6 separate regions of the Mus musculus genome follow, and all the other regions are linked to region 2. A link is a contact called in public Hi-C and promoter capture Hi-C data. All regions are on one chromosome and are shown on one strand. Each heading gives the region's core, a stretch centred on a gene start, on an enhancer-like site or on the middle of the called end of the contact. The rest is flanking DNA. Distances are from core to core; before and after follow the strand shown. Region 1 holds the start of Rabl6 (RAB, member RAS oncogene family-like 6). Region 2 holds the start of Agpat2 (1-acylglycerol-3-phosphate O-acyltransferase 2 (lysophosphatidic acid acyltransferase, beta)). Region 3 holds the start of Fcna (ficolin A). Region 4 holds the start of Brd3os (bromodomain containing 3, opposite strand). Region 5 holds the start of Sardh (sarcosine dehydrogenase). Region 6 overlaps Sardh (sarcosine dehydrogenase).

Region 1 (3,348 bases), core at 721-3,220, 1.0 Mb after region 2:
GATGGCTCCACAGGTACAAGCTAGTAGCTGCACATATCCACTGCCAGTGAATTTGTTCATCTGCAGAAGAGTTGAGGACCTGCCCGCTTGACGCTTAATTATGAGTCCCTGAAGTTGCCACCTGGTTCTGGACCCCTGTGGGCCTACCCTCACTGCTGTGCCCACCTCCCCCTCACTGCTGTGCCCACCTCCCCCTCACTGCTGTGCCCACCTCCCCCTCACTGCTATGCCCACCTCCCCCTCACTGGTGTGCCCTCCCCCCCTCACTGCTGTGCCCACCTCCCCCTCACTGCTGTGCCCTCCTCCCCCTCAGTGCTGTGCCCTCCTCCTCACTGCTGTGCCCTCCTCCTCCTCACTGCTGTGCCCACCCTCCCCCTCACTGCTGTGCCCACCTCCCCCTCACTGCTGTGCCCACCTCCCCCTCACTGCTGTGCCCACCTCCTCCTCCTCACTGCTGTGCCCACCTCCTCCTCCTCCTCACTGCTGTGCCCACCTCCCCCTCACTGCTGTGCCCACCTCCTCCTCCTCACTGCTGTGCCCACCTCCTCCTCCTCCTCACTGCTGTGCCCTCCTTCTCCTCCTCACTGCTGTGCCCTCCTTCTCCTCCTCACTGCTGTGCCCTCCTCCTCCTCACTGCTGTGCTTACCTCCCCCATAGCTTTAACTCTATCCAGAAGAAGATGAAGAACATGCTAGAAGAGGAAGAAGCAAGACTCAAGCAGGCCCAAAACAACATGAATAAGGGCCAGCAGCTGCTGCTGGTCATCCAGACAGGTATTGACAACCTCTACATCCGGCTCATCGGCATCACCTTGCCAACCTTCCAGGTATCAGCCCCCGGGGAGGAGATGCTGTGTACAGGGTCCCTGTGTGGGACCACAGGAAAACCAGCTGCTCCTCTGACCCACAGAAAGAAATAGCAGTCTCTAACACTCTTGATGTGTACGGCAAGCTGGATTATTGTGAGGGAAAGCTTATCTACCTGGCTGAGCGCATGCAAACGTTGTCCAGAAATGAGGAGGTAACCCTGGGCCATGGAGGGGTCCCCACAAAGCCCATGTGCTCTCCAAGATGATAATGGGTGCTGCCCTGCAGGTTGACACAAAGGTGAGGGACACCTTGGAGTCATCAACTCTAAAAGAGAAACATAATACCAGAATTACCTTTGAGGACCCAGAGGAGGACATGATAGGTGAGGCTCTACATGCCGGCCACAGGAAGATGGAGAAGGACGACAAGAACAATAGCTGCAACTAGATAGGGTCTGAACTCAAGACAAGAGATGGCATACATGGTGACTGGGCGCTGAAGGGAAAGGTTTTAATCGATAGACGTTACAGAGGTTTCTTTTTCTGAGACAAAAGGGACGTATATCATGGGATGGGCCAGAAGGGAGCCCAGACCGAACTTTTAGAAGAATTTCTGCTACAGAGGCAAGGTGGGGTGAAAGGATAAGGACAGCTAGTGTGGATAATCTTGGCAAATCCTAGTTGTCTGGCACCTGGCCTTAGGTGACTTAGGGCAGGGGTCTCCAGTCATTGATACATGTCTGAAATGAGCTCCCGGCAGGAGATGGCCTATGGCAGCAAACGCCAACAGGTAGAGGTGGGAGGCTTCTGGAAAGAGGGTGGCAGCCACTCCTTTTCTTGCCTGTTCAGAAACCTTCCAGTTTGCGGATGTGGACCATAGTTACGTCCCTTCGCGGGCGGAGATAAAGAAACAGGCCCAACAGCTGATCGAGGCGAAGCTCAAGGGAGCCAAAAAGAAGAAAAAGTAAACCTGTCTGGGCTGTAGTACAGAAATAAACATTTTTCCAGAACTACACTAGAGGAAGGAGAAACCTCGGGACTCTTGAGGACCGGGAAGCTGATCGTTGGACCAGAGGGGGTTGGTGGCGGCGAGGTGGAGATGCTAGAAAAGGGCGGGACCTAGTGCGCTCTCTGCGCATGCGGCGGCTACGTGTCCCTTTTAGCGTCCCGTAGCCGCGCCGGCGCCAAGATGGCGGCGCTGACGGGTGCCTGGCTGCCGCGCCGAGGGCCGTGGAAGCCGGAGCGGAGCCACAGAGGCTGAGGCCCCAGAACCTCGCTCGAGGCCGCGCCCGCTCCGGCCTCGGGGGAAGCCTGGGCCGGCCGGACATGGTGCGGGGTGCGCTGTGCTGCTGCCGCTGCTGAGCTCGCAGGCCAGCCCGGCTCGCACGTCCAGCAGGAACATGTTCTCCGCGTTGAAGAAGCTGGTGGGGTCGGAGCAGGCCCCAGGCCGGGACAAGAACATCCCCGCCGGGCTGCAGTCCATGAACCAGGCGCTGCAGAGGCGCTTCGCTAAGGGGGTTCAGTATAACAGTGAGTGCGGGCCGCGCCGTCGGGCAGGCCGGGGCGGCTGGCAGGGCCCGGGGCGGCCACCCAGCCTACTAGGGTCTGGAAGAATCAGAGGGTAGGGGCGGACGGGTCCCTGGGTTCTGAGTAGTGGTCGTTCCTTGAGGGACATCACCTGACAGGAGACCTCCAGAGAACAGCTGTGCGGCGACACTAGCGGAGCAGCGGTGGAGGACCCTGATTGGCGCGGGTACCCTGCGGAGAGAGACCATTACATAACCCGAGGGTGCGCGCGCGGGGCTGCGTGTGCCTGCCTCCTCTCCGCCCCCCGCGCCTGCTCTCACTTGAGGCTCCTGAAAGTCGGAGGCTCCTGAAAGTCGGTCGCCTGTGGGCCTTGAGCCTTGATTTTGTTTTTTTGTTTTTTGTTTTGTAAGGGATATGCTTTTTTTTTTTTTTTAATTTCAAGAGGCTCTTAACTCTGCATCCCTGACCCCACAAGAAGAAAAGTCCGCTCTGCCCTTCGTTATAAATTATGTATGTTGTGCAGCGAGAAGCACACGGTTCTCTTGACCTCTTTAGAGTTTTTCCATTTGCAGGTTGAACAATCAAAAGATTCTTGGGCAATGTCGTGGTCTGATATTGTTTACTTCTAAACTATTTCTATACTGCAACATTTTTGAAGCGCGTGCGCGCACACATACATGCACTGGCACATACACACAGTTCACTGTAAGCTGTGCCTCACAGGGTCAGTGATATTTAGGTAATAATGTAACATTATGAAACTTACTAGGAGGATTTTTTGTGCAAATTTAGAAGCAAACAGTGTATGTGTGTTAACTTGGAAGTTTGTATTTCTCTTGACTGAGGAAGAGAATTGAGTCAAATATTCAGTGGTTTGTGTTCTTTGGAATCTATGTTTGGATTCTTTCGTTATTTTTATATAGTATTAATTTGCAGCCCAATTCTAGAAATTAGGCCTGAACTAGGAGCTTCTTGCTTTCTAAACTTACTACCCACTGGACCCACGCCCTGGG
Region 2 (3,410 bases), core at 29-2,528:
CTCTCCCCCCCCCCCTTCTCTCCAAGCATATCTGGGTCTTCTACCAGAGAAGCTGAAACCCTGCAGCTCACCCTGCCTGCAACCTCATGAGCACAGAAGCCTGAAGCTGGAGTGACTCCTGGTGGTTCCTTACCCACCCTGGCACAGCTTTGGCCCTGCTTTAAAAGCTAAGCACAGGGCTGGCGAAATGGCTCAGCCGGTAAGAGCATTGACTGCTTTTCCGAAGGTCCTGAGTTCAAGCCCCAATAACCACATGGTGGCTCACAACCACCGGTAATGAGATCTGACACCGTCTTCTGGTGTACAAGCAGGGATTGAGGGAGCAGAGTTGACCAGAGTTGAGTGGGCTAACCGGAGCGAGCAGGGGTCCTAAAAATTCAATTCCCAACAACCACATGAAGGCTCACAACCTATAGCTACAGTGTACTCGCATACATAAAATAAGTCTAAAAAAAAAAAAAAAAGCTAAGCACAGTTATATAGGTAGATATTAAAATTATCATCTCTCCGGATCTGAGAAAACCAGAGATTCTCTCAGAATGCCTGGATATAGGGGAGCCTGTGGGCACATTAATATCTACAGCCATCGCTGAGTTCCACACCTAGGTGCAGACCAACCTCACCAAAAAAGAAGCTAGATGCATTTTGTCACTGACATCTGCTCTGAGAACATGATCAGGAAGGATGTATATGGCTGGCCTGCAAGCCCAAGGCTTCTTACTACAAGTGTCCCAGTGAGCACCAACTACAGGCTGGCGGTTAGAACACAGTGCGCATGGGAACACAATCGCCTGATCCACACTGCTGGCCGGGCATCAGAAGGTCCCCGGTGCCACATTACCCCAGAGACACCCCCACTCCAAAACTCTCACTACTCCTTCTGCCTCCCCCAGCTCGTTGCATCATGGGAATAGGGCTTCAGTCTCCCTGCTCAAGGGAACCTAAAGGGCCCAGGCCACCAGCCAGGTGGCCTAGTCAGGTAACCATTGGTCACTCAGTAGCCGGTCAATGGTCCTTTGTGTGGTGACAAGACTGGCATAATGGGCACGTCTTAGGTCGGTTGCACACCCTTAGGGAGCTGCGGTGCCAGGCTGGGGACTTGTGGCCGCAAGCCCCGGTGCAGGGGCGTGGGAGGCAACGCCAGAGCCCAGGCCACCCGGCAGCTCAGAGATGGGAGCCGCGGGACGAGTGAGGGAACCTCAATGTCCTGCCGCAAGGGGCAGGGTGGCAGGGAGGGGCGGGGCGGAGAGGGTGACACCCGAAGGGCCGAGGGAGGCGGGGTCCGCGTCCAGGACGCGGCGGGGCGGAGCGGGGCGCGATGCCCCCCGGCAGGGCCAGGCCCGGAGGGGCGGGAACAGGGCGGGACGGCCGCACCTAGCTCTGGGCTTCCAGCCTGGCCCGCCCTCTACCCTCGGCGCTCCTCAAAAGGGGCGCGGGCGGCGGGTGGAGGGCGGCGGCGCCGTCGGGGCTGGGGTGCGGCCGCCATGGACCCGTGGCCATGGCTGACGGCGGCGCTGCTGCTGCTGTTGCTGCTTGTGCAGCTGAGCCGCACAGCCAGGTTCTACGCCAAGGTCGGTCTCTACTGCGTGCTCTGCCTGTCCTTCTCCGCCGCGGCCTCGATCGTCTGCCTGCTGCGCCACGGCGGCCGCACCGTGGATAACATGAGGCAAGGGGGCCGGACGCCGGGATGGGCGCGCGCTTCCGCTTTCCTAACTTCTGAGCTCCTCGCGTTCTTTCCTTCCTGCCCCGCCCGCCCCGCCGTCCCCACGGTCCGGAGCCTCCGACGACGCGGCTTCCCGTCCCAGGGGCGCGTGTCACGATGTGCGCCGCTTGTAGGGCTCGGCCCTGCGGCGCCCCCTGCGCGCAGCGTGGAGTGTCGGGTTTGCGCGCGCCGCTAGCTTTGGGAGAGGGAGGGGGCCGAGCGAAGGTGGGACAGGCCCAATCCCACTTTCACCAGCAGGGAAACCGAAGCCTAGCCAGGCTTCCGGTCCGTGCTTCCACCTCTCTGCCGGTTAGAAGACACCTGTGCCCAGGTTGTAGCCACAGGTTCTCCTTGTCATTAACTTCCTCTTCTGGGGGGTGGGGGCCGAACTGTCTTTGGACCTGGCTTGCTAGCAATAAAGGAAGGAGGCTGTGGCCAGAATCCTCCTCTGCCCATCTCCCAGAGCAGGGAAGCTTAGTGGACAAGCAAAAGGTACAGGTATGGAGATCAGGCTAGGTTGTCCTGCAATGGGGGCTGCCCGAGAGAAAAAGCCTCTAGTCCTTTCTCCCTGTCCACACTCCCAGGAGACTGTTGCTACATTTCTTTCTGCCCCATTTGGACTGCTGAGAGGGTGGGTTTTGCAATGTCCTGGCCTTGGCCTTGCCTGGGTGTTTCGGACCTTGTGCCCCTGAAGCCCCTCCTCCCCCGCGGTAGTTACAAGGACTGTGAATGATGGTTTCCTGACTCTCGGCTGTATCTGGTCGTCTTTGGGGTTAGGATGCTGTCCTGACCAGCCATATTTTGTGGGTCCCAGCCCTCATTTCTCAGGTGCTTATAGTGACTATCCAGTGTCCCAGGGAGCAGACATGCAGAGGAGACCCTTGCACAGAAGACAAGGGTGCCCTAGCTATGCACTTTTCACGGTGCATAGAACAGGGTGGGGAGGCCTGCTCCCCACCTCCCCACCCTGTCTTAGGGTTCCTGTCTTAAATCCTCATAAGGCGATGAGTTGAGATAGGAACAGCAGGGCCCTTGGAGTATTGCAAGCATGACATCCTCCAGGGATGACCGTAGAGAGGGGTGAGTGGAAAAGAAAGGGATTGACTAGCTAGGAGGTGGAGGCTTGCTCAGTCCACATATGGACTCATCCCCATCTCGTGCCTCCCTGGCCTAGGCCAGCCAAGCTTGGGTTGCAGATGCTACTCTGCCTGGGCAACAGATGGGACTGAGGTTCAGAAAAGCAATTTGACAGAAAGGTTTGCGGACTGGGAGAGTTTGGAAAGAAGGAGGCAAGGGATCAAGATCCCCCCAGCCAGGACAGGGTGCTCTGGGAACCGAACCCCAGAGGGCCAGTGTATAATAAATTCTATAATAAATTCCCTTGGTGCCGGCTCAGCTATAGTGATGCTTTCCAAGGGTGCTGCATACAGTCACTCTAAGGCAGAGACTTTCAACCTAATGCTGTATGACCCTTTAAACAGTTCTTCATATTGTGGTGACCCCCCCAACCATAAAATTATTTTCATCACTGTAATTTTGCTACTTTTATGAATCATAACTATCTGATATGCAAGTTATCTGATATTCTACCCCTGTGAAAGGGCATTTGACCCCCAAAGAAGCCGAGACCCATAGGTTGATGACTGCTATACTAAGGGCTAATCTTATTGTTCTGTTTTTTTGTTTGTTTTTCTAGAGAGAGTTTAGA
Region 3 (3,198 bases), core at 605-3,104, 980 kb after region 2:
CATCAGCTAGGCGGTGGTGCACACCTTTGATCTCAGTGCTCAGGAGCCAGAGGCAGGTGAATCTCTCTAGTTTCAGGTCAGCCAAGGCTACACAGAAAAACCCTGTCTCCAAAAAACCAAAACCAAGGAAAAAGAAAGTGATTGGCAGGGTTGAAGAGACAGCTCATCAATACTGCTTTTGCAGAGGTCCCAGCTCTCAAGTCAGGTGGCTCAGGACTGCCTGACATCCCCACTCCAGGAAGCCACTCTATTCTGGCCTCATCGGGCACCTGCACACATGTATGTGTACATGCACACACACACACACACACACACACACACACACAAATAAAATCGAGAGGCAGGAGTGATGGCTTAGCAGCTGAGCACTGGCTGCTCCTCCAGAGGACCAGGATTCAATTGCCAGCCCCCTCATAGAGGCTCACAACCATCCTGTAAACTCCAGCTCTAAGGGATGCAACACCCTCTTCTGGCCTCCATGGACACTAGGCATGCAGTTAGTACACAGACATATGTGCAGGCAAAACACCCATTACGCATAAAGTAATAATCTTTAAACAGAAATAAAAATAAAATCTAAAAAAAAAATGATGCAGGTGTAAAGTTGGCTGAAAGGGGATAACGCTGGAAAAGTTAGACTCTTTTAGGTTTAACATTTTTTAATGAATTATTTTATTCATTTACATCCCTAGACTTGTTATTTTTAAAACACCTACCGCCTGGGCTGTGCTCAGCTTGCTGCAGTTGGAGATGGGGGAAGCCATTGCTGTTAGAGAGCTGGCTACTCCGATGAACCTCAGGGTTCAGGCCTGGGGCAGGAAAGAGCACTTCCTGTAGGAACTGGTGCCAGTGAGGACAGAGGGAGGTCAGCAGCCTGGAGGGACAGAGGGAGGTCAGCAGCCTGGAGGGACAGAGGGAGGTCAGCAGCCTAGAGGGACAGAGGGAGGTCAGCAGCCTGGAGGGACAGAGGGAGGTCAGCGACCTGGAGGGACAGAGGGAGGTCAGTGGCCTGGAGGGACAGAGGGAGGTCAGCAGCCTGGAGGGACAGAGGGAGGTCAGCGGCCTGGAGGGACAGAGGGAGGTCAGCAGCCTGGAGGCGTGCTGGGGAAGGAATGGGGGAGCATAGCTGGCCTAGTCTGGCCTGCAGGCACTCAGGTCCCTATGGATTCCCTGCTCACTATAAACCCTAGCCAGGCCGATGCCAGACTTTGCAGTAGGTAGGTATTAAGGTATACAGGGCAGGACTGGAGAGATGGCTCAGAGGTTAAGAGCACTGCCTGCTCTTCCAGAGGTCCTGAGTTCAATATCCAGAAACCATGTGGTGGCTCACAATCATCTGTAATGGGATCTGATGCCCTCTTCTGGCATCCAGGTGTACATGCAAATAGAGCACTCATATACATAAAATAAATAAATCTAAAAAAAAAAAAAAAAAGGATGTAGGCAGGGTAGTGAGAACGAGGGTTCTGCTGGCTTGGAGGGCCAGGCTCAGCTCTTTCATGGCCCAGCCAGTGCCTCACACTCTCTCAGGAAGGCTTCTTCTGTCTGCTATCCATGGATGGGAGGCTGAGAGGTTCAGCATTTGGCTCTGGGAGCTCAGTAGGCGCCTTTGGCCAGCCTTGCCTTTCTGAGCTAGTTCTTTGGGAATCTATTCTTTGGAGAGAAGCAGAAGAGGAAGGTAGAGGAGGAAGAGGAAGGTGGAGAAGGAAGAGAAGGAGGTGGTGTCCTCATGCCCCGAATCCCCAGTGCTGACTGGGAAAGTGTGCTGAGTGTGTGAGTACTGTACTCATGTGCTACAGGGAACTGCTGGGTGTGGCGCTGGCCATCTGGTGACACACAGGAAGTGTGCCTGGTTTTAACTTGCACTCCTTCTCAGGAGAAAAAGCTGAGCCGTGAGGAATCCAGGCAGTGAGGGTCTTCACTTCGTTCATCAGTGCCTCAGCCTCCGTCCAGAGCCAGGGAGTCAAGGAGTGGCTGCTGTACCCAGAGCAATGCAGTGGCCTACGCTGTGGGCCTTTTCAGGACTGCTCTGTCTCTGTCCCTCCCAGGCCCTGGGTCAGGAGAGAGGTGCCTGTCCAGGTGAGAGGGGTCTGCTCAGAAGTGTGGGCACACACATACCTGCATATGCCTGCACATGTGGCAGCAGGAGATGGGACATTTTAGAAGGGCAGCCTGAAAACACATCCAGAGACAGGCTGCATGAATGCTAGTGGGTACGGAGAGCTGTGGTTTTCAATGCTGCTCCAAAGCCACCCCTCTTTTTTTTTTTTCTATGCAGATGTTAAGGTCGTAGGTCTGGGGGCCCAGGACAAGGTGGTTGTCATCCAAAGTTGCCCTGGCTTTCCTGGCCCACCTGGGCCCAAAGGGGAGCCTGGAAGCCCTGCTGGAAGAGGTAGCAATCTGGATGGGAGAGGGATTCCCCTTAGCCTCCCCTTGGCCCAGCTCCCTCCAATCCTACCTAGGAGATGAGATCCAGTTTAGTCCTTGTGTTTACAGGAGAACGGGGCTTTCAGGGCAGCCCAGGAAAGATGGGACCTGCCGGCAGCAAAGGTAAGAGGGAATTCTCACATGGGTCTATCTGCCTAAGATCCAGACAGGTCTTGAGAGTGGTGCCAGTAGCACCTGAGCCCACACACCATCCTCCCCTATGTCCAGATGCATGCCTGCCCCCTTCCTACAGGCTGGGCATTCAGATCTCTCTCCTACAAGTTCTGCTCGCATGGATGGACACATAGGTGGATACACACACACACACACACACACACACACACACACACTGAAGTGAAAAAGAACCAGCACTGTAAGAATGCCCCTTCTGTCTACAGGAGAGCCAGGAACCATGGGGCCCCCGGGAGTTAAAGGTGAGCCTAGTAAACAAGTCTCCTTAGGAAGGGACCAGGAAGGACAGCTCCACATGGAGCAATATGGGATTAGGGTCTTGTTGGCTTAAGGGGAGTCTTGAATACAAAGAAAGGTGGGTGTTCCCAGAAGCACTACTTCAGGGGTCCCCAAAGTCTCCCCGGATCATTATGCATATCAGAATGTTGGGGGCTCACAGACTAGGGGAGAGGCTGGAAGCTGGGAGGGGTACAGGAGAGGATGTGGCAGGATTCCAGCTCTGGGACAAGGCTAGTATGCTGTATTCCTCCAGGGGAGAAAGGCGATACAGGAGCTGCGCCATCTCTGGGTAAGTACATC
Region 4 (3,031 bases), core at 165-2,664, 840 kb before region 2:
CTATATCAGGCAGCAGCTCACAGCAGGTGAGGGTCGGGGTGTGTGTCTCTCTTGCTTCCCTTTTGTTTGGAAGCATTTCCTGGGCTTGGGCAGTGAGAGGAGCATCTAGGTACCTGTTGTGCCCCTAATAAAGTGTTGGATGACATTCTTGGGTGTTGCGTTTTTATACCACGGCTTGATCTTCATGGCCATCAAGGGTCTTCTCCCTGGAATTACATGATTGAGCAAAACTTAGACTGGCCAGTGTCCCTAGAGACCCCAAGCTGGTTTTTGTCTCGAACTAAGATGGCCTCATTTCCATACTGGGAGTACCACATGCTGCGGCTTCTGCTCAGGTATGTACTAGGTGGTACAGACTCCAACTTCTGCTGCTCTTGTTGCCAAATGAGCAAGGACGTATCCCTGTACCGGAGGCGGGCATAGGATTCTGACAGGGCCTTTTCTGCCAGCGGGACTCGCCCACTCATCCCACAGGCCCAGCGTCCTGCACACCTGGCTTTCCTCCTAGGCCAGGAACAGCCGGCTGCTGTGCTTTGTAACTAGTTGGCCAACAACCTTGATGGCTGTTGGGTTTGGGAGTCCTTGTTCAACTTAATAGTGAAAGTAGGTAACTTAGACCTTCCATAGGCAAGATCCTCAGGAGGGCAGGAGAATCCAAGACACATCTCTGACCATTCAGGAGCCACGTGAGAGCCATTCCAGACAAAGTGCTCTAGTGTTGACAGTGACTCCACACCACTCCTGGGAAGCTTATCAGGTGTCCACTGCCGCTGCAATACTGCTGAGCTCAAAGAGATGTATCCAGGGTGTCTGCAGCAGGGGCTGGCCTGTCCACCCCGCTCAAAACACAATGGGGATGTGGACTAAGCGTTGGTTCAGGTCCTTTCTTCTAGCCAGTCTTCCACTCTTACCAAGGGTGACACTACAAAGGGAAGAAACTGTCGGAAGGGGAGGGGAGTCGGGGACAGGCCCAGCATGGGCCTCACCACCAGGAGCAGCCTCTATGGGCCAGAGTGTTCAAGCGAGGTTACTCACGGATGCAGCTTGCTGAGCTGAGCTGAGCGGAAGGATGAGGCGGATGGACAATCGCAGGTCCCTTAATAACCCACAGACGGTTGGCGGTCCCAGGGTCTCCTCTCCGCTGGTGAGAGAAGCGGTCCTCAGCTATGGAGTAGAGAGCTACTGGAAGGAGGAAGGATGCGAGCCCTACGCCCCAGCGGCCAGCAAAGTCACCGCTTGCCCGGATGCTCCAGCGAAGCAGACTTTGCCACCGGCGCTCGCGGACACGCGTGGGCCTGCTGACGCAAGGGATCCAGGTCCCGGGCAGAGCCAGGAGGCCGCGGCTACGTCTCCATGGCAGCGTCGCAGGCGTGGCGAGCCGAGCACCGAGGACCAGCCTGCAGACGGACACATCGATCATTCTGTGGGCGGGGCCAAAGACCTAGAGGGAGAGGAGGAGCGTCCAGAGGGCGGTGGGGAAGGAAAGGGGAAGGACTGGAGTGGGAGGGGGAGCTTGGAGAGAACTTAGGTTAGGGGGCGGAGAGAATAGGGGGAGGAGGAGATCCAGAGAAAAGGGAGAGGGGAGGAGCTTGAAGAGAGGAGGAGCCGGAGAAAGAGGCAGAGCGAGATCCAGGATAAGGAGAGAGTGGAGAGAGAGGAGGATCCCGAGAAATTTGGGAGTGTGTAGTGGGGGAAGAATCTAGGAGATGGGGAGGCTCTGGAGGGGGGAGCATGAAAGGAATGCTAGGAGAAGACAGAGCTAGGGAGGAGAGGATGAGGATTGAGAGGAGGAGCCTGAAGAGGCAGAGGAAGAAGAGGCGTTTGGGGGAAGCAGAGTGGGCATTGCAGAGTGGAGGGGGTGGTAAACACAAAGGGAGAAGCCAGGATAGAAAAGGAGCCTGGGGAAGACACTCTGGAGTCAGGACTGGGAGGGAGATGGGGCTAAGAGCTGGGGAGAAGAGCTTGGGGGCATTGTAAGGAGGAGCATGGAGGGTGAGGAGCGGCTAGGAAACCTGGAGGAGATGCTGAAGAGGGATTAGGAGTTAGCATTAGGCACCTTCCCAGTTCTCGATCCTAACATGGTTTCTGAGGTTTTCTTTCTTTCTTTCTTTCTTTCTTTCTTTCTTTCTTTCTTTCTTTCTTTCTTTCTTTCTTTCTTTCTTTCTCTCTCTCTCTCTCTCTCTCTCTCTCTCTCTCTCTCTCTCTCTCTCTCCCTCCCTCCCTCCCTCCCTCCCTCCCTCCCTCCCTCCGTCTCTCTCTTTCTTTCTTTCTTTTTTTGTTTTTTCGAGACAGAGTTTCTCTGTATAGCCCTGGCTGCCCTGGAACTCACTTTGTAGACCAGGCTGGCCTCGAACTCAGAAATCCACCTGCCTCTGCTTCCCACAGTGCTGGGATTAATTTTATGTTTGGGTTGGAGCTTTTGTGGTCTGGAGTTTGACGCCACGGCCTTGGGCATGTTAGGCAAGTGCTCTAAGGCTAAGCTTTGTCTTCAGTCCTTATTTTCTTTGTGCAGTTTCCTTCTCAGACCTATTGCTGTTATTATTGACATCCCACTCAGATGATGGGCACATTTGTTTTCAATTTATTTAATGTGGTGTGGGATGCATCATTTCAAAAGTAGCTGCGAAATTCCGCCATTCCACATACTGCTCATTTGAATTGTCCTAAAGCCCCAGGAAAATTCAGCATACACTCCTATTACACCCGACCAAACACTGTGACCCCGTGTCCATCATTTTTCTGCATAAGTTCTATTTTCACACTTTAGTCCGATGCCAGTTAAGAATATTGACATCAGTGGGTGTTGGAAAAGGAGCAGGGTGGGATGGTGGTGGCAGGAATTTTCGAGGCAGAGGCAGGCAGATCTCTGAGTTTGAGGCCAGCTTAGTCTAGTCAATGAGTTTCAGATCAACCAAGGCTACCTAGCAAGACCTTATCTCAAAAAGATAAGAGAGAGAAAAGAAAAAAGAATATTGACACCATGGACAGCCCCAAAACAAAACCAAAGTACAGAATACCATTTTGTTGTTGT
Region 5 (3,326 bases), core at 821-3,320, 640 kb before region 2:
TTTTTTGTAACCATGCCCCTCCCATAAACTAGGAGAGTCAAAAAAAATCAGAAAGTTCTAAGAATGCTATAAAACTGACAGTAGTGTGGGGTGATATGATGGCTTTATTCTCAGTCGCCAACTTGACTATATCTGAAATGAACTGTAATCCAGAAATGACGGCACATCTGTGATCCAGATCTTGAGGCTGAAAGACACGTGCTTTTGATCCAGGTCTTGAGGCAGAGTGGCCATGAAAGCTTAGGACCAGGCAAGGTGGCACATGCCTTTAATCCCAGGAAAAAGAGGCAAGCAGATCTCTGAGTTCAAGGCCAGCCTGGGACAGAGCAAGTTCTAAGAAAGAACGGTTTAAGTGTAGGCATGGTGGTGGCACACCTTTAATCCGAGCCAAATCTTCTGCTGGAGGCCTACATAAGGACATTGGGAGAAGAAAGACTCACTCTTCTTCGCCTGCTTGCAATTATTTGCTAGCACATCTGTTGGAACCTGCTTCTTCAGGATTCCAGCTTACACAGAAGACCAACAGAAACATCCAGCCTCCTGGAACTGAGCAACTACTAGATTCTTGGACTTCCCATTCGCAGCTGCCCATTGTTGGGTTAGTTGGACTGCAGACTGTAAGTCGTTACAATAAATCCCCTTAGACACTCCATAAGTTCTGTGACTCTAGTCTAACAAAGGGGGAATAAGGTGGAATGGGATTGTGGGAGTAGGGCGGGGTGGAGGATGGGATAGGGTAGGTTGGACCACAATTCTGCCTGGTGGCAGGAGAGATGAGGAGAGCAGCCTACATCCATGCCAGTGTCAGAAGGACCTTGCCCTTTAGACCCTGGATATGAGCTGTGCCCTTCAGCACTCATGGGCACAGCCTCCCTCTCCTTGACCTGCGCAGGATAACATGCTGGGGTCAACAACAACTCCTACAGTGCTGACCAGCCACCAGTCCCAGCCTGCAGCCACCACCCCTGTCCAAAGTCCTGGTGATTATGCAACTGTTAGAGTTTGCCTGGCCCAGCCATTGCCCCAGGGCTATATTAACTAGGTGTCTGTCCCTCACACACCACGGAGGCTGGGACACAGAAGAAGGCTTAGGCAAGGTTTTTACCTCCTTCTCTCTAGTCAGCTTGTCTGGTGAGCAGAGCCTGACCTCAGTTTTGTTTGGGTTTGTTGGGATAAGCTACACGTGGGCAGGTCAGGGGTCCCTTATCTCGGGATCCCACATTGTCCCGAAGAAGTCTCATGCTGGTGGGGCCAGCAACCAGCCTCAAGGCAGAGATTGAGACCTTTGGCAACAGTGGTTAACCAGAAAGTTTCTGCTCCCTTTCTGAAATGAGCAGCTCCGTGGGCAGCCATGAGGGGGCCCCTCCCTCCATCTTTGCTTTCTGGTTCATAAGCCCCTGGATGCCAGACCTGGGTTCCCAGGAGCTACTTTGTATGCAGTAGGTGCTCAGTAAATGTACGTTAGAGACAAGCTGACAGCAAGGCACATAGATGGACAGCTCTGTGCCAGTAAAAGTATCTAGTTGTGAATTCCAGCACCCCATCTCTAGTACCTCCTCTGATTCTTTGGATATCCAGAGGTTTTGAAACATACACCTGGAATGGGCACAGACTATGGGCAGCTGCCTGACTTCCTCCATAGCCTGTCTGATCCCAGGAGTGAGCAAGCTGGGGTTGGAAACATAGACTAGTGCCAAGATGATCTCACCAGGGGCCTCAAGTCTACCTACACAGCCAACTACAGATGGAGCTGGCTTCGGGGGTGGGGAACCAGGGTAGGCAAGGTTGGGAAGGCAGGATGCCCAGGGTCATCACAGCAGTATGGAGACCCCTGGATTAGAGATGAGGAAGGAAATACGAGAAAGAGGTCATCCACAGAGCTGGGCTCTGGTTTCACAGTCCTTCTCTGCTGGCCAGCCAGGAGAACTGCCCACTTGGCAGCTGTCCCAGCTGGGTTGTCCAGGAAGCTGGGGTGGTGGGAGGAACATTCCTGCCCCGGTTGTAGTCCGGACCAGCAGCAAGGGAGTGGGTGGCTTGTTCAGCTAGACCCAGATGCAGCCTGGGAAAGAAGGGAGGGGCAGTGTCCCCGACAGCCCCTTCATGGGCAGGGTTGGAGCTAGCTGCTTGCTAGCTGGGACCTCCCTCTTCTTCTGGTTGAAAGACCGTGGAGTAGATGGGACGGCCATGGATAACTGTGGGAGGGCAGGAGGGGGGGTCCCTTATGAGAGGGCTCTGCAGAGTGTCTTCCCCTCTTGGGCTCTTTCTCATACCCTTCTAGTGCTGCCTTAAAAAAGGGCCCTGTGTCTGAGGCCTCAGGTCTGTGACTGAGTTCTCATTCCCTGTGTCCTGTGCCCTGGCCCTTGGAAAGCTGAGGGAGAGAGCTGCAGAGGCCAGAGGGCAGGTTAATGAAGTACCTGTTCTGAAGGAGGAGGAGCAGGCTGGGGGCCTGGCTGCCCCACCCCCCACCCCTGCTCTGACTAGCTGGGCTGGCAAGGAAGGAGCACGTGGCAGCTCCTTGGGCCAGCAGCATTGGCACTGGGCATAGTTTGCAGAGGAAGGAGGCTCCTCTGGCATGTATGCAGTGCCTGGCATGGTGTCCTAAGGTAGAGGCACTGTTTGGACTTGCAGAGCCCCGATTGGATCCATATCATGCTGACTTTTCCTTGCTAGGAACCTCTCAGGAGCTTCTGGAAGACCAAGGAACCCATTGAAAGACTAAGGTATGTATAGATCCCTGCTGACAGGAATACCTTCCTGTCTCATTCATGGAAACCACAGAAGACTTGACAGCTGTCACTGTAGGGATGGGGATGGCTCAAGAGACTGTAAGGACAAGGACAGCTCCTGCCTGAAAATCCAACCCCTCCCCACTCCAGAGGTTGCTCAGAGTATAGACCCCTTGGAGTCGGGTACCGAGGTGGGTGGCTTGACTCTGACCCATTCTTAACCCTACTGTGCTCAGTGAGGGTTCACCGTGGTCACAAGTGGGACATGGTGACACCGAGGGTCCCAATCTGCAGGCTGGGAGGGAACAGGGGAGTATTTGGCTTTCAGATCACAGCGCAGTTTGTTCAGTGCGGCCAAACAGAGGCCCATGACAGACGCTTCCCTTACTTCAGTCTCGTCCCTAAAGTGGAGACAAAAGTCAGGGGAGCCAGCCCAGTCTGTGGGAGTGAGTTAATACACAGAGCTTGTCACCCACAGTGGATGATGAAAGCGACTTTCTCGGTTAACTAGACACTGAGTTCCCAAGTAACAGTCTTTAATACTAAAGAAGCCAGCCCCACTCAGCCAAAGCCTTTGCTTTGACTGCTGATCCCAGGAAA
Region 6 (3,396 bases), core at 431-2,930, 610 kb before region 2:
TGAATCTCCCAATTTCCCTCCAGGCCAAGCAGGGTGATGTACATCCCAAGTGTCTGTGAATGTTCTTTTTCTTACTGATGGAACAGAGGTGGAGACATTTGCCAGGGCCACACCGTTTCTGGGAAGGGAGGCAGAAGGACATGGGAAGCCTCTTGACCTTTCAGGTGTTCTCATATCCTCATCAACACACTAGTCGCCAAGTCAAACCGTCGTGAGGAGCTACACCTTGGTTAACCAGCAGGGCCTGCCATGTGCTGCCCAGAGACGGACCCGTGCTTGGTGCTTGGTGGAGCCCCTGAGCCTAGATGGGAAGTAGAAGAAGGGAGAGACAGGGAAGAAGGGAGTCACTTCTTGGGGGTAGGGGCCCCAGGGGACCAGTATGACAAACTTGGTTGTTTGGTGACATCTCTTCCTCCCTGGGTATCCTGCTGGGACTCTGGCTAGTGTGCTTAGACCCTACCCTGGCACCTTGGGGTTGACCAAACTAGTTACTTCTTGCTGAGTCCAGATCCTGCCCACTGCTCTGAGAGCAGGAGAGGCACCAGGTAAAACAAGTCTTTGCTGAGCCTTCAGGGAGGCCAGGAAGAGGGAGTGGCAGGTGTTGTGGACAGCACTGCAACCGGTGGGGGCACGAAAACCATTTACTCCAGAATTTAGAGGGCTTAGCATCTGGCTGCAGGGGCCAGTGGTGCTGTGGGCATGGCTTTCAATACTCCTCCTGGGTGGGGGGAAGCCCATATGTCAACCTGAAGGAGTGGAGTTCTACCTGCTGCATTAGAGGCCCTTCCTGGCCCAAAGGAGACTCCAGCTTCATTGCATGCTGACCTTGGACAGGAACAGGCTATTTTTAGAGTAAGGGAGGCCAGTGGGTGAAGCGAGATGGAAGGAGTGAGGATACCAGGCAGTCTGATCAAGATGCAGCCCCAGGGAGCAGCTGGGGGCAGCCTCCAGGCTGGCAGCTCCCCACTCTCCAACCTCTTTCTCACCTCTTCCAGAAGGCTCTCTCCTGTTTCCCATATAATTAGTAATGTCACTAGCTCAAATCGAACAGGCCTAGTTCCTAAGCTACGTGGGGAGCACTTAGCACAGCACCTGGGTTCTGGGAGGTACTGTACAGCAGCTGCCGAGCCTTCACTTGGCTCTTGACCCCTCTGTCTGCTGCATTTCTCAAGTTGATGAGCTTCATTCAGTTCATACAGCCTCCTATAGTTGCTGGGGGCAGACAGAGCTATGTGGGATGGCCACAATTGTCACTCAGCATGAGCCCCAGGTGCTAGATACATGGTTTTGTGATTCTATGAGGGTTCTCTAAAGCTCCACTTGGCAGCCACAGCCAAGGCCCAGGAGGTGCTGGGACTGGCCCCTAGGACTCCAGCTGGACTCTTTCCCCAGGCCACCTGTTCTCCAATGAAGGACTATAACCTTGGCAGACCTGGGTGGCTGTCCTCTGGGGCTGACACCCCAGCCTTCGTCACAGTCCTTCAAGCCCCACTTTAGAGGCTGTATGTAGTGGCATCTATGCCTCATGAGGAAGAAAACACAGCTCTGTATTCTGCCAGACTACCTCTCTGCTGTGTGGCTGCCCCCGGGGCTGTGGGAGCCTGGGTTCTAGGAGGTCTGGAGGCAGCAGAGCAGAGCTGAACCTCTAGGGCTAACACCACGTGGGGCTGGGGTTACATAAGGATCTTGGCAGAAGGCAGTGGCTGAGCACCTCAGGCGGGCGTGGGTGGCAGCTCCCAGCTCTGTGGGGTGGGGATTTGGGCTGGCTGCACTTCTGAGCACTTGCTGCAGCCCCCTGGGACCCCTTATGGTTAGAAGTGGGCGTGTCTCCAGGCCTAGGGTACTTGCTCTTCTGCCTGTGTTGAGCCCAGAGGCTTGCAGTTGGCATCACTCGCCAGATAACTGTGTTCAAGCAGTAGGCGGTGTAGGGTCCTATTGCCCTGGCTTAGAGGGCTGGGCACAGCAAAGAGAGAGAAAAATGGCAGACACCTCTGTAGTCACACAGGGACCCCTGGGGAGGGAATCCAGGGGCACTGCCTAGAGGAGGTGACTACTGGATGGGTCAAGAGCTGAAGGGTGACAGAGGGTCAAATATGACAAGGAGCAGGGCTGGAGAATGGAGGGACACAGGAGAGGTGACCTGGGAGGGGGTGTGTGGGCTTGTGGTAGGTGGGCTTGGGGCGTGGGCCTGCAGGATCTTGTCTGTTTCACAGCAGCAGGGCCTGAGCTGGGCTGCAGCAGAGTAGGGAGGTGAGAGAGGGAGACTGGCTGAGGCTGGTGCAGAACAATAGAATGTACCTCAACGGCACAGCTCAGAGTAGCAATGGACATGTGAGGACGGAGCGTGATGTGGTTTAGAAAAACAGTGGACATGACAGTAGGACTCACTGTGATGTGATATGGTTTGAAGAAGATGCGTCCAGTGCTGTAAGGACACCCAGCCATGAGCACTAGGTATGGCCCTGTTCTCTTGTCCACCAGGCTGGGACTCTAATCTCTCTGCCTCCTTGTGACTCCTGTGAGGCTGAGACCCACTGCAGGCAGGACTCTTGGGTTTGGTTGGGGGATGCACCAGGTGATGGTGGTGGTGGCAGTGACAGCAGTGGTGGTGGTAATGGAGGTGGAGGAGCAGTACAGTGTCCTATGCTCCCTGCTGAGTCCTGTCTACTCACCACAGCTTGACCTTTGACTCTGCTATATAAAACAGAGGCACAATTGCCAGTTCCTCGCAGTGACCACCATTGTGACTCAGGTGGGATCCAGGGTGCTTGGTAGTTGAATAACTCTATTTTAGTTGACCATCCTGTAGCGAGAACTCACCTATAGCCCGGCTTCCCTGACAGCCCACAGGAAGGTGGCTTTCTCATATGGTGGCACTTGTAGCCTGTCCCTACCAGGTCGTCTAGATTTATTGTCTTCCTCCCGCTGGTATTGGCTCACTGGCCAGGAACACCTGAGGTTGTGACTCACAGACTCTGTTCTTGTTCACAGCCGTGACATCCTGCAGGATGTGCTTGATGCTGACCTGAGCAACGAGGCCTTCCCCTTCTCCACCCACCAGCTGGTGAGAGCCGCCGGGCACCTGGTAGGTAGCAGTGACCGTCAGCCTCTGGGGGCTGGAGTGTGGTGGCGGCAACTTTTAGCAAAGGTTGGGTGGGCCTGGGAGTCTGGTACTTTCGGGCAAGTCTCTTTATCTCCCTGGGCCTCAACTCCCAAGGTCTGTCAGAGATGCTGGCAGCCAGCCTGACCCAGGAGGGAGCTCAGAGAGGCATGATGGCATCAAGATGCAGTGCCATGTGATTTCCTCCTGGTTTCCTGGCAAGTGACAAAGCCCAGCTCTTCCGCGGTTATGGCTATCATCTTCATCAGGGTCCCCTGGGACTCCGGGGGCTCTCT

The links. Promoter capture Hi-C pulls out the DNA fragments that hold promoters and counts their contacts. A called contact is a pair of places that touch in the nucleus more often than the background predicts.
Region 1: a promoter capture Hi-C map of pre-B cells shows a contact between it and region 2, with 2.3 times the contacts expected there. The contact joins the promoter of Rabl6 here to the promoter of Agpat2 in region 2. A contact is called at or near these places in 2 of 39 promoter capture datasets (hippocampal neurons and pre-B cells) and 1 of 9 other capture datasets (liver).
Region 3: a contact with region 2 is called in a promoter capture Hi-C map of liver, with 4 times the contacts expected there. The contact joins the promoter of Fcna here to the promoter of Agpat2 in region 2. A contact is called at or near these places in 4 of 39 promoter capture datasets (hematopoietic stem and progenitor cells, hippocampal neurons and liver) and 1 of 484 Hi-C or Micro-C datasets (liver).
Region 4: a promoter capture Hi-C map of liver shows a contact between it and region 2, with 2.8 times the contacts expected there. The contact joins the promoter of Brd3os here to the promoter of Agpat2 in region 2. A contact is called at or near these places in 6 of 39 promoter capture datasets (frontonasal cranial neural crest, hippocampal neurons, liver and 2 more).
Region 5: a contact with region 2 is called in a Hi-C map of the N1E-115 cell line, with 4 times the contacts expected there. The contact joins the promoter of Sardh here to the promoter of Agpat2 in region 2. A contact is called at or near these places in 5 of 39 promoter capture datasets (the C10 cell line, the SN4741 cell line, embryonic stem cells and 2 more), 1 of 15 datasets of contacts at CTCF or cohesin (large pre-B cells), 3 of 484 Hi-C or Micro-C datasets (the N1E-115 cell line, cortical neurons and liver), 2 of 115 datasets of contacts at active chromatin or transcription factors (embryonic stem cells and pancreatic cancer cells) and 2 of 9 other capture datasets (embryonic stem cells and liver).
Region 6: a contact with region 2 is called in a Hi-C map of liver, with 4 times the contacts expected there. The contact joins the enhancer-like site here to the promoter of Agpat2 in region 2. A contact is called at or near these places in 4 of 39 promoter capture datasets (the 3T3-L1 cell line, liver and pre-B cells), 1 of 484 Hi-C or Micro-C datasets (liver) and 3 of 115 datasets of contacts at active chromatin or transcription factors (cardiomyocytes, heart atrium and large pre-B cells).

What each region holds. Positions count from the first base shown.
Region 1 is chr2:25,607,103-25,610,450 of GRCm38.p6, reverse strand. It overlaps Rabl6 (RAB, member RAS oncogene family-like 6), which reads left to right and starts at 1,970. Exons shown (of 15, transcript NM_001024616.2): 1 at 1,970-2,338. The coding sequence starts at 2,209. It overlaps Ccdc183 (coiled-coil domain containing 183), which reads left to right. Exons shown (of 14, transcript NM_029859.1): 11 at 658-826; 12 at 910-1,020; 13 at 1,095-1,191; 14 at 1,658-1,822. The coding sequence ends at 1,776. Fcnaos (a long non-coding RNA gene) reads right to left here and starts at 1,121. Exons shown (of 8, transcript XR_003954003.1): 1 at 982-1,121.
Region 2 is chr2:26,602,285-26,605,694 of GRCm38.p6, reverse strand. It overlaps Agpat2 (1-acylglycerol-3-phosphate O-acyltransferase 2 (lysophosphatidic acid acyltransferase, beta)), which reads left to right and starts at 1,278. Exons shown (of 6, transcript NM_026212.2): 1 at 1,278-1,666. The coding sequence starts at 1,485.
Region 3 is chr2:25,626,630-25,629,827 of GRCm38.p6, reverse strand. Fcna (ficolin A) reads left to right here and starts at 1,854. Exons shown (of 10, transcript NM_007995.3): 1 at 1,854-2,079; 2 at 2,279-2,392; 3 at 2,497-2,550; 4 at 2,826-2,861; 5 at 3,152-3,187. The coding sequence starts at 1,992. Fcnaos (a long non-coding RNA gene) reads right to left here. Exons shown (of 8, transcript XR_003954003.1): 6 at 717-874.
Region 4 is chr2:27,440,819-27,443,849 of GRCm38.p6, reverse strand. Brd3os (bromodomain containing 3, opposite strand) reads right to left here and starts at 1,414. Exons shown (of 2, transcript NM_001360791.1): 1 at 1,036-1,414; 2 at 1-922. The coding sequence starts at 467. The coding sequence ends at 213.
Region 5 is chr2:27,246,047-27,249,372 of GRCm38.p6, reverse strand. It overlaps Sardh (sarcosine dehydrogenase), which reads left to right and starts at 2,070. Exons shown (of 21, transcript NM_138665.2): 1 at 2,070-2,720.
Region 6 is chr2:27,210,700-27,214,095 of GRCm38.p6, reverse strand. Sardh (sarcosine dehydrogenase) reads left to right here. Exons shown (of 21, transcript NM_138665.2): 17 at 2,992-3,085. Among named protein-coding and RNA genes, the nearest start is that of Sardh, 35 kb to the left of the region's middle. Within about 2 kb of position 1,680, at least 48 of the 459 cell types and tissues checked have an H3K27ac peak or open chromatin away from gene starts, as enhancers often do. A contact at or near this core is called in heart atrium and liver, where this site is marked.